2 separate regions of the Mus musculus genome follow, and region 2 is linked to region 1. A link is a contact called in public Hi-C data. All regions are on one chromosome and are shown on one strand. Each heading gives the region's core, a stretch centred on a gene start, on an enhancer-like site or on the middle of the called end of the contact. The rest is flanking DNA. Distances are from core to core; before and after follow the strand shown.

Region 1 (4,369 bases), core at 249-2,748:
TCCCTGTCAAGTATTCACAGGAATCCAAGGTTCAGTATCAAGAATTAGCCGGTGCAAACAGGCTTTATTCGCTGTCCGCTTCGCAGCTTGTTTTCCTCCCATGATAGCAGTTATTCCCTTCAGTGGTCAGAGAAAGCGGTCCAGTTTTACTTCCAAAGAACATTAGTGAGTTCCTACGGATAATCCTTATTCCATCTCCCGTCCCTATTTATTACTTAGATGGTCTTCATCCAAGAAGCAATGGGATATTTATTTTCTTTGTTCCTTTTCTTATATGAAAATAATGGGGCTGGTGAGATGGCTCAGTGGGTAAGAGCACCCGACTGCTCTTCCGAAGGTCCGAAGTTCAAATCCCAGCAACCACATGGTGGCTCACAACCATCCGTAACGAGATCTGACGCCCTCTTCTGGAGTGTCTGAGGACAGCTACAGTGTACTTACATATAATAAATAAATAAATAAATCTTTAAAAAAAAAAAAAAAAAAAGAAAATAATGTATTTGGAGGGAAGTTTCCTTAATGCTGAAATAGGTGTATTTTACTTCCACTAATGCTAAATCCTATCTTCCTTGATGAACGATACAAACAGTTCAGAAGAGTAAGAACTCAAGTAGCACTCCCATTTCTGGCGCATTTTCATAAAAACTAATTTTCTCAACTAATTATCTATTAAGTAGGGCTGCAAGCATGTTCTAGAATCTACCAGATGGAATACTGAACCGGGCTAGCCGTGGAACCGCTTCCTGCTGTTGGTTTCCATCAGCACACTAACCATTTTAGAGCAAAGCCTCACACCAGCCCTGCGAGGTAGGTGCTGTGGACACCTCCGCTTTACTTGGAAGAGGTAAGTAACCACTTCAAACATTCTATACATTAAAGAGCAACAACACTGCTTGTCAGGCAGACTGCACTCACTGAGCGCTCCTACCAACAACAAATGCAAAACACCTACATGCAGGCTCTATAAAGAAGGGAAGACTTAAAGCTGGCCCACACAGAAAAGCTCTATATAGGATCTGCCTAGCCCGAGGCAGAGGCAGGTGGATCTCTGAGTTCAAGGCCAGCCTGGTCTACAGAGTGAGTTCCAGGACAGCCAGAGCTACAGAGAAACCCTGTCTCAAAAAACAAAAACACACAAAAAAAAGAACTAAGCTTGTTTCGCAAGGCCTCCAAATGTTACCCGGCAGGCTGCTCACTTCAACACAAGAGGGCAACATCTGGCAACAAAGTACATATGGTGACTCCAGGCTCAACTAGGCAACCATTACACAAACCACACTGCTTGGGGGGTGGGGTGGGGGAGGACGGGGAGGGGAGGGGAGGGGAGGGGAGGAGAGGGGAGGGCAAGGGAGCTCCATATTGCAGATGTGACAAAAACTAAAGGTTGTTCCTGGAAAATCTTTTAAAATATGAATACTTTTTCCCCCAAATGAAGACTTATGTCTTAAAAACCAAAACCAAAACTCCCCAGGCTGTAGGCGTTATAGTGCATGCTACCCCAGGCACTTAGGAGGTGGATGCAGGGTTGTTTCAAGTCCCAGGCCATTGTGGGCCATATAGTAAGACATAACCTCAAAAAGGCAGAATGAGCAGGAGAGGCTGATTCGGTGCTTAAGGGTACTTGCTGCTCCTGCAGAGGACCTGGTTTGGTTCCAGCACCCACATGAGTTCTCCAGGTTCTGATGCCTCAGGTTTTTGAGAGAGAGTCTTACTGAGTGAGCCTGGAGTTGCTCGTTCTGCATAAGTCATCGAAGCCTGCCTGGGCTCTGTATCTCAATGTAAATATACTGAGATCTATCTCTAAATCTCAAAAAAAGTAAAGGCAGGGAATATATCCTAAATAGCCTAAAATACATGGTCAGTATCTGTGCTTCTGTATGATCAAGTCACTCAAGTAACCGAGTGATTGCTGTGATGACTTAAGTGTAAGATACCATGCAGTTATGACCCCTAAACAGCACATTTGTTAACCACCCCAATACAATCCATTCTACCACTAGCTATGTTCTGTTCTTAAAACACATCATCAGTCTTGATCTCAGACGCTAACTCTAAATCAGAAACTCAGTTACCTTAAAACAGTGCCCAGTAGGGTTCTTCACTTGGCCTTTAAAAGTTACCACTCTGAAGGCCGGATGGGAAGACAACGGTGCGTTCAAGTCTAGCCTGGGCCAAATAGCAAGACTATCTCAAAAACTTACAAACAAAACAATGAAGCTACTACTTCAGGTTGGTGTGGTATCTGTGTGTGTGCTGTTTTGTTTGTTTGAGACAGGGTCTAACTATGTCACTCTAACTGGTCTGGAACTCACTATATAAACCAGGCTGGCCTTGAACTCAGAGATCAGCCTCACAAATTCTGGGATTAGAGTCCATGCCACCATCTCTGGAACTCTGTCATGTAACCTAACTCACCATTCATCCAGAGGGGGATGGGGGTGGGGGAATAAAAACAATCGGTTTTTTTTTTTTTTTTTTTTTTTTGGTTTTATGAGACAGGATTTCTCTGTGTAGCCCTGGCTGTCCTGGAACTCACTTTGTAGACCAGGCTGGCCTCAAACTCAGAAATCCACCTGCCTCTGCCTCCCAAGCGCTGGGATTAAGGCGTGTGCCACCACGCCCGGGGGCAGGAGAACCTCTTAAATGTCTTCAGAGGTATGGGAGTGGGGTCAGAATTAACTGGCTATACACACCGAGGTGTCTGTGAGATGGCACATACCCCATGGTGTGAGATGGCATATACCCCATGGTGTGAGATGGCACATACCCCATGGTGTGAAATGGCACGTACCCCATGGTACTGGCCGCCTGGGAAGCTGAAGAAGACTGCTTGTGCTCAAGATTTTAAGGCCAACCTGGTGACATAGCAAGGCTGAGAGTGTGTGTGTGGCAGGACCAACTCAAATGCTCTTCAAATGTCTGTGAGCTGAGACTTCAATAGGGTGGTGGTGGGGTGCTGTTCTACAGTCTCTCTTGCCTTTTGATTCTTGAGAACAGAACTTCAAGTTGAAATAACCCTTTGGAAACAATGAAATTTGCTAAGCTACTTGTTAGGTACAGAAAATTCATCACTTAGTCCAACATCTTCCATTTTCCTGGAGTTGTAAGTTTCTAAGTGTCGCCACTATAAAAGGGAAGTGAGTATATTCACAGAAGGAGAGCTGCCGGCATGGGTTTTAAGTAGGTCTGGAATGCTCAGTGCATCCACTCCACTGCTTTTACTAACAGAAAAGCGAAAGCTACACCATTGTCAAATCACCCTTATGAGTGACTTTTAGAAAAAAAAACTATCATCAACCCAGGCAGCCTTAATAAGTCTGCAACATTAAGTCAGGGAGATGATACGTATCTTACCATTTTCCTCTTCAAACTTAGGTGATCCTCTTGCTATAAACACCTGAAGGTGTCCAAGAGCACACTGGAGATCTGCCTATCCGCACAAGGTTGGCTCACACAGACCTGTATGACCACTTACGTGAATGCACTGTTTCTCTGCTCAAGCCTTCTTCACTACTGACTTCTCCAGTCCTTCCTTTTAGCTAAAATATTTATTAAAAATGAGGTATACTTGATGGCTAATAAATAAAAGGCCATATAAGAGGTTGGAATGCTAGTAAGTACAGTTAAAACTACTTGTGATTTGGTATAGCCATGTCTTAAAACAAAACAAACTTTTTATACATTATAATATATAGTTATACATTAAAGTAACTACTTACTTCATATATATATATGTGTGTGTGTGTGTGTATATATATATATATGTATATATATATATATATATATATATATATATATATATATATATACACATACATATATTTATACATTAAAATGATTGATTTCCTATATGGCTGAAAATATTTAAAAAATCATTTTCCTAAGAGCATAATTCACATGAAACCTAAGACAAGTGACAGTTTAGAAGTGTATCTGTGTGTGTGCATGTGAGTGTATGCTGGACACTGAACCTAGGGCCTCACACACACTAGGCAAGTACTCTACAGATGAGCTTCAATCCCAGTCTCTAAAATATTCTCTAAAACAGATCTCATCTGCTTCATAGTCAAGTTCATTTTACTGATTCTGCAACCTGGAAAAACAAGAGATTTTATAAATAATCACTCACTCTTAAAGTTTCTACATTAACTTCTGATTTTCAAATTATGATTTAATGTATAGAAAAGCTCATAGGATAATTTGAAAGTTATGTTTAATAGCCATGTCTTATAATGAGAACTGGTTTGTTCAACCTCAAAACACACAACAGATAATATTTTAAGTCAAAAGACCATGAGGAGCTAACTAACTAATTTATGATTAGAAATGGCGTGTAAATCTCCTCCAAGATCAGTATAAAAGTTCTGCC
Region 2 (3,820 bases), core at 718-3,217, 250 kb after region 1:
TGGAAAGAAAAGACACTCAGAAGAGCCTTGTAGGACCTCCTGGGATTGAGGCTAAACAAGGAGAGACTCCTGGCTCCTGGGAGTCTTGGTGGAATCTTGACAGCCTTGCAAAGTCAAGTAAGTCACATAAGCTTGGCTTTTAAAGATGCATTTCCAGGATCAGCCAGCAGGGGGTGTGGGGGACTGCACACAGACCATTAATTCCACAGGCCAAAATACCCTGGCCCAGGACCACAGGGTCTTCCTAAAGATGCTCAGTGAATTACGATGGACCCATAAGCAAAAGAACCCTGCTGACAGAACTCTCCCTCTACTGTTAATGTTGGTGAGAGCCAGGGGCATGGATGGACCTCAGAACAGACTGCTTCATGTTAGCAGTGAGATGAGTTCTGGGACAGGAGCCTAGAACGTACATAGATGGAGTGTCAAGGATGGAGGCCTTGGGCTGGTTGCTGTCTACAACCGTGGTAATGTTAGAGTCCATATGAGGGAAGGTTCTTCTCAAAGATGAAGGGTTAAGGTAAGGATGACGGGACCTAACTGACCATGTGCTAAGCACCAAGTTCTCTATGCACATTCTGTCTCGCAAGCCTCACAGGCTCTCTGTTTTACAGATTACGGGGAACAGGAAATCTGCCCACAGCCATATATCTAACAATGGAAGGTAGAAGATGGGTCTGCTTAGCTCCAAACACAATGCTTTTTCTATTCAGTCCAGGTGTGTTTATGTGCGCATAATACCGTGACTGCTGAAGAAAGTATCACCTGTTGGGTTCCCAGTCTAAATGAGATGTGCCCAGCTTACATCAGGCATGTGGCCAATTTGTTAAGGTGGTATGATCTGCTCTCTTCTCTGCTGGAAATGGGATTTGCACCACAAAAGACACACTGCTAGATGCTTTAGGCAACCAAACAGTGCCAGGTGAGGGCAGGGTGAGCAGCAACCCTAGCAGTTCGGGATGTTTATTCTCCCCAGTGCCTGACGTCTTGGCCCCTGGGCTGTGACGGAGAAGGGTTGTCTAGATAGCTTGCGAAGGGTACCTGAAAACAGTTGTTTGCAAGAGAAGAGAAAGAATCCGTTTGCTGAGTCGAAAAGCAGCCAAAGACATGCATGAGACCACGGAGCCTTGGGGTCGACAGTTCCCCCAAAGGAGAGGCTTTGCTGAACCAGAAGTGTAGGGTGGAGAAGGAAAGGCAGACTGGCATATGGCAGGCCAGGAGATGGTGAGGGGCTGCCAGGAGTGGGATTTGGAAGCAGAGAGGCTCAATCCTACACTCCAAGGGGCAACTGTTGTCTACTGAGGAGCTTGGGCAAGATAGAGGGAATATGGTTCATGGCACTGGACAAAGCAAAGGGAAGTGGAGGCTTCTCTTGGACACAGGAGGCCGCCTGACCCACTGCCACCAGAGAGCAAGCGAGGTGGTTTTCAATGTGTATGACCTGTGAGCTGACTTTAGAGGCCTGGACCCTGGCACTGTCAAGTAGGCAGTTCTCCACCCACTTCCCAGGTGCTCCCGAATGTTAGCTGAGTCTCATCCTGAGTCCATCGGTATTGGGGGACAGGGGACTGGAGAACATAGAGCTTGAAACAAGAAACTTGGGGGAGACTTTGCAGCAGAAGGACCAGGCATTAGCATCTGGCATAGCAAAGAGAGAGCTGGCCACACCCTGCTGTGTGTAACGCCCAGAAAGAGAGAAGGTTTCTCTAGGGAGCCAGGGCACAGTGCCAGACTGCAGGCAGACACACCCTTGCCACGCTGACTCAGGCATCCTGGGGAGAGAGAAACACGCCCAAGTTTGGGGCAAGGCTGACGTCTGTTTCAGGCAGAGACTGCCCATTTGGAACAAAGAGGATTTGCATTTGAGGCAAAATGTCTGAAAAAGCTGCTGTTTGGGGGTGTGGGAGGGGCAAGGACTGGGAAAGCTGTTTAGGCAAGAAGAAACAGCTGCTATCCCACTCGCACAGCATCCACCAACGTCAGAGCCTCACTGCTGGCTGCTGAGCAAAGCTGGCTGCTGGGGGCAACTGTGGCTGGAGCTATCAAGGCCTTGCCACAGGGGTGGCCATGGACCCCGAGATCCTGGTGCCTGCACAGCCCTTGGGGTACAGCCCCTCACTCACATGTGCTGGCTGCTCTCCCAAAGCCTCTGAGACAATGGAAGGAAGATCAGCAAGATTCAGATTACCCTGGCAGCCCTACTCTGACGATCAGCCTGTCTCAGGGGAAGTTGGCTGTGTGGCCATTCATGGAAGGTCACACTTAAAGAGTGGTGGCTGGGAACTACCCTGGGGTAAGATTCGTCCCTGCCAGACTGACCATGAGTAGCACCCACTCTGACACCGTCTGGAGTGGCTTTGATCCTTGGGGTCCCCCTGCACTGCACACTGGGCCTAGCCTGGGGACTTGGAGGCAGGAAGGGTAGGTTGGTTCCAAACTAAGACTGTTTCTCGTTACAGCCCCCAACAGCATCTGAGTCTTTCAGGGGTGTCACTCCTGTCATCCCAGCAGGGACAGTGTGACACAGCAGTGTGTAGGAAGAGGTTTTGAGCCTGAGGAAACTCACACTCTCTTTAACCCCATGAGAGCTTGCTCTCTTCTCTCCTAGGAGGAAACATCTTCCTACAAACACAACACTGGGCAGTCTGAGGAGCAATGCCTGGAAGATGAACATTCAGGAGAGGACCGGATCTTTCCCAGGGGAAGGGAAGCACAGGAGGCAGAGAGGGTGCCTGTCTCTTGCCAGAAAGTCCTCCTGCTTTACCCTCCGGCTGAAGGCCCCCTCAGGGCTCCACTTCTGGCATTATATAGGTTTGAACCTCAGTCCTTTCCTCAAAGAGGGACAAGGGCAAACACCCTAGGCTGTGACCTCTCCTTCCCCATCCTGATTTCACAGTAGCTTCCGGAATCTCAGAGTTAGGAGCAGATGGAAGGAAAATAGGAAAGCCATCCTCTCAGTCTCCCCCTTGGAAGGCTACGTCGCTGACTCGTGGGACTGTGGACTTTCTGTAACCTTACAAAAAGACCTTTATAAGGCAAGAGGCTTGGGGACGGGGAGAGGATTCCAAACCCACACAGGTTAACCAGAACCAAAGACCAGACCCCAGACATTCTGACTTCATCCCGAGTCTTGCTTCTTGTGATACCTTGTGTCTCTGGCTTGGCCTCACACTTACCTGTGGGAAGGGTCCGGCTTTTACCAGAATGCATTCTAACATGCAGAGGCGAGGGGCAGTAGTGGCAGTGCACAGTGATGGTTTGGCAGCTCAGTCATTGCATGTACACACACAGGAAAGGGAAGGCTGGATCAAGGCCCGCAGGGTGCCACCTATCCAGGCACTATCCAGGCAGGGCAAGGGGTACGTGGTGTTCCACTCCCATTCGTAACTCCAGCAGGAAGCGACATGCATTAGTAAGGGCTTTTACACGAAGCAATGTGGCATGTATCTAAACTACAGGACCCGACACCAGACTGCACAGATAGGACCAGCAGGAGAGCCATGGCACCCCAGGCCCATTCATGAGAAGGCACAGCATACAACTGAACCTTCCTGTGATGGGCCAGAGGTTAAGGGCAGTGAAGGGGGGCTGTAGTGAGCTGGGGAGGACCTCTCTGAAAGGAGGTTGGGCTTTCTGTCTGCATGGGCTCCATCCTCTTTCTCATATCAAAGATGATTTGGAGTTATGTCCTCCCTCCTGCATCTTTAAGGCTTGGGAAGGCGCTGCAGCAGGAAGAAGGCTGTCTCCAAGAAGCCCTGGGCCTGGTGTTCATTTGATTAGCCATCTGGTTGCTTTCTGGTACAGATATGGGTTGCATTTC

What was found. A called contact is a pair of places that touch in the nucleus more often than the background predicts.
Region 2: a contact with region 1 is called in a Hi-C map of the G1E-ER4 cell line, with 4 times the contacts expected there. The contact joins two enhancer-like sites. A contact is called at or near these places in 1 of 39 promoter capture datasets (pre-B cells), 2 of 15 datasets of contacts at CTCF or cohesin (both in the NIH/3T3 cell line), 44 of 484 Hi-C or Micro-C datasets (B cells, the Ba/F3 cell line, the C10 cell line and 28 more), 2 of 115 datasets of contacts at active chromatin or transcription factors (bone marrow-derived dendritic cells and vascular smooth muscle cells) and 4 of 9 other capture datasets (adipose tissue, embryonic stem cells, liver and 1 more).

What each region holds. Positions count from the first base shown.
Region 1 is chr12:76,344,748-76,349,116 of GRCm38.p6, forward strand. Zbtb25 (zinc finger and BTB domain containing 25) reads right to left here. Exons shown (of 3, transcript NM_028356.2): 3 at 4,153-4,369. Among named protein-coding and RNA genes, the nearest start is that of Akap5, 22 kb to the left of the region's middle. Within about 2 kb of position 1,499, at least 16 of the 459 cell types and tissues checked have an H3K27ac peak or open chromatin away from gene starts, as enhancers often do. A contact at or near this core is called in CD8 T cells, the G1E-ER4 cell line and Th1 cells, where this site is marked.
Region 2 is chr12:76,592,239-76,596,058 of GRCm38.p6, forward strand. All of the region lies in intron 32 of Sptb (spectrin beta, erythrocytic), which reads right to left. Among named protein-coding and RNA genes, the nearest start is that of AI463170, 46 kb to the left of the region's middle. Within about 2 kb of position 1,968, at least 197 of the 459 cell types and tissues checked have an H3K27ac peak or open chromatin away from gene starts, as enhancers often do. A contact at or near this core is called in CD8 T cells, the G1E-ER4 cell line and Th1 cells, where this site is marked.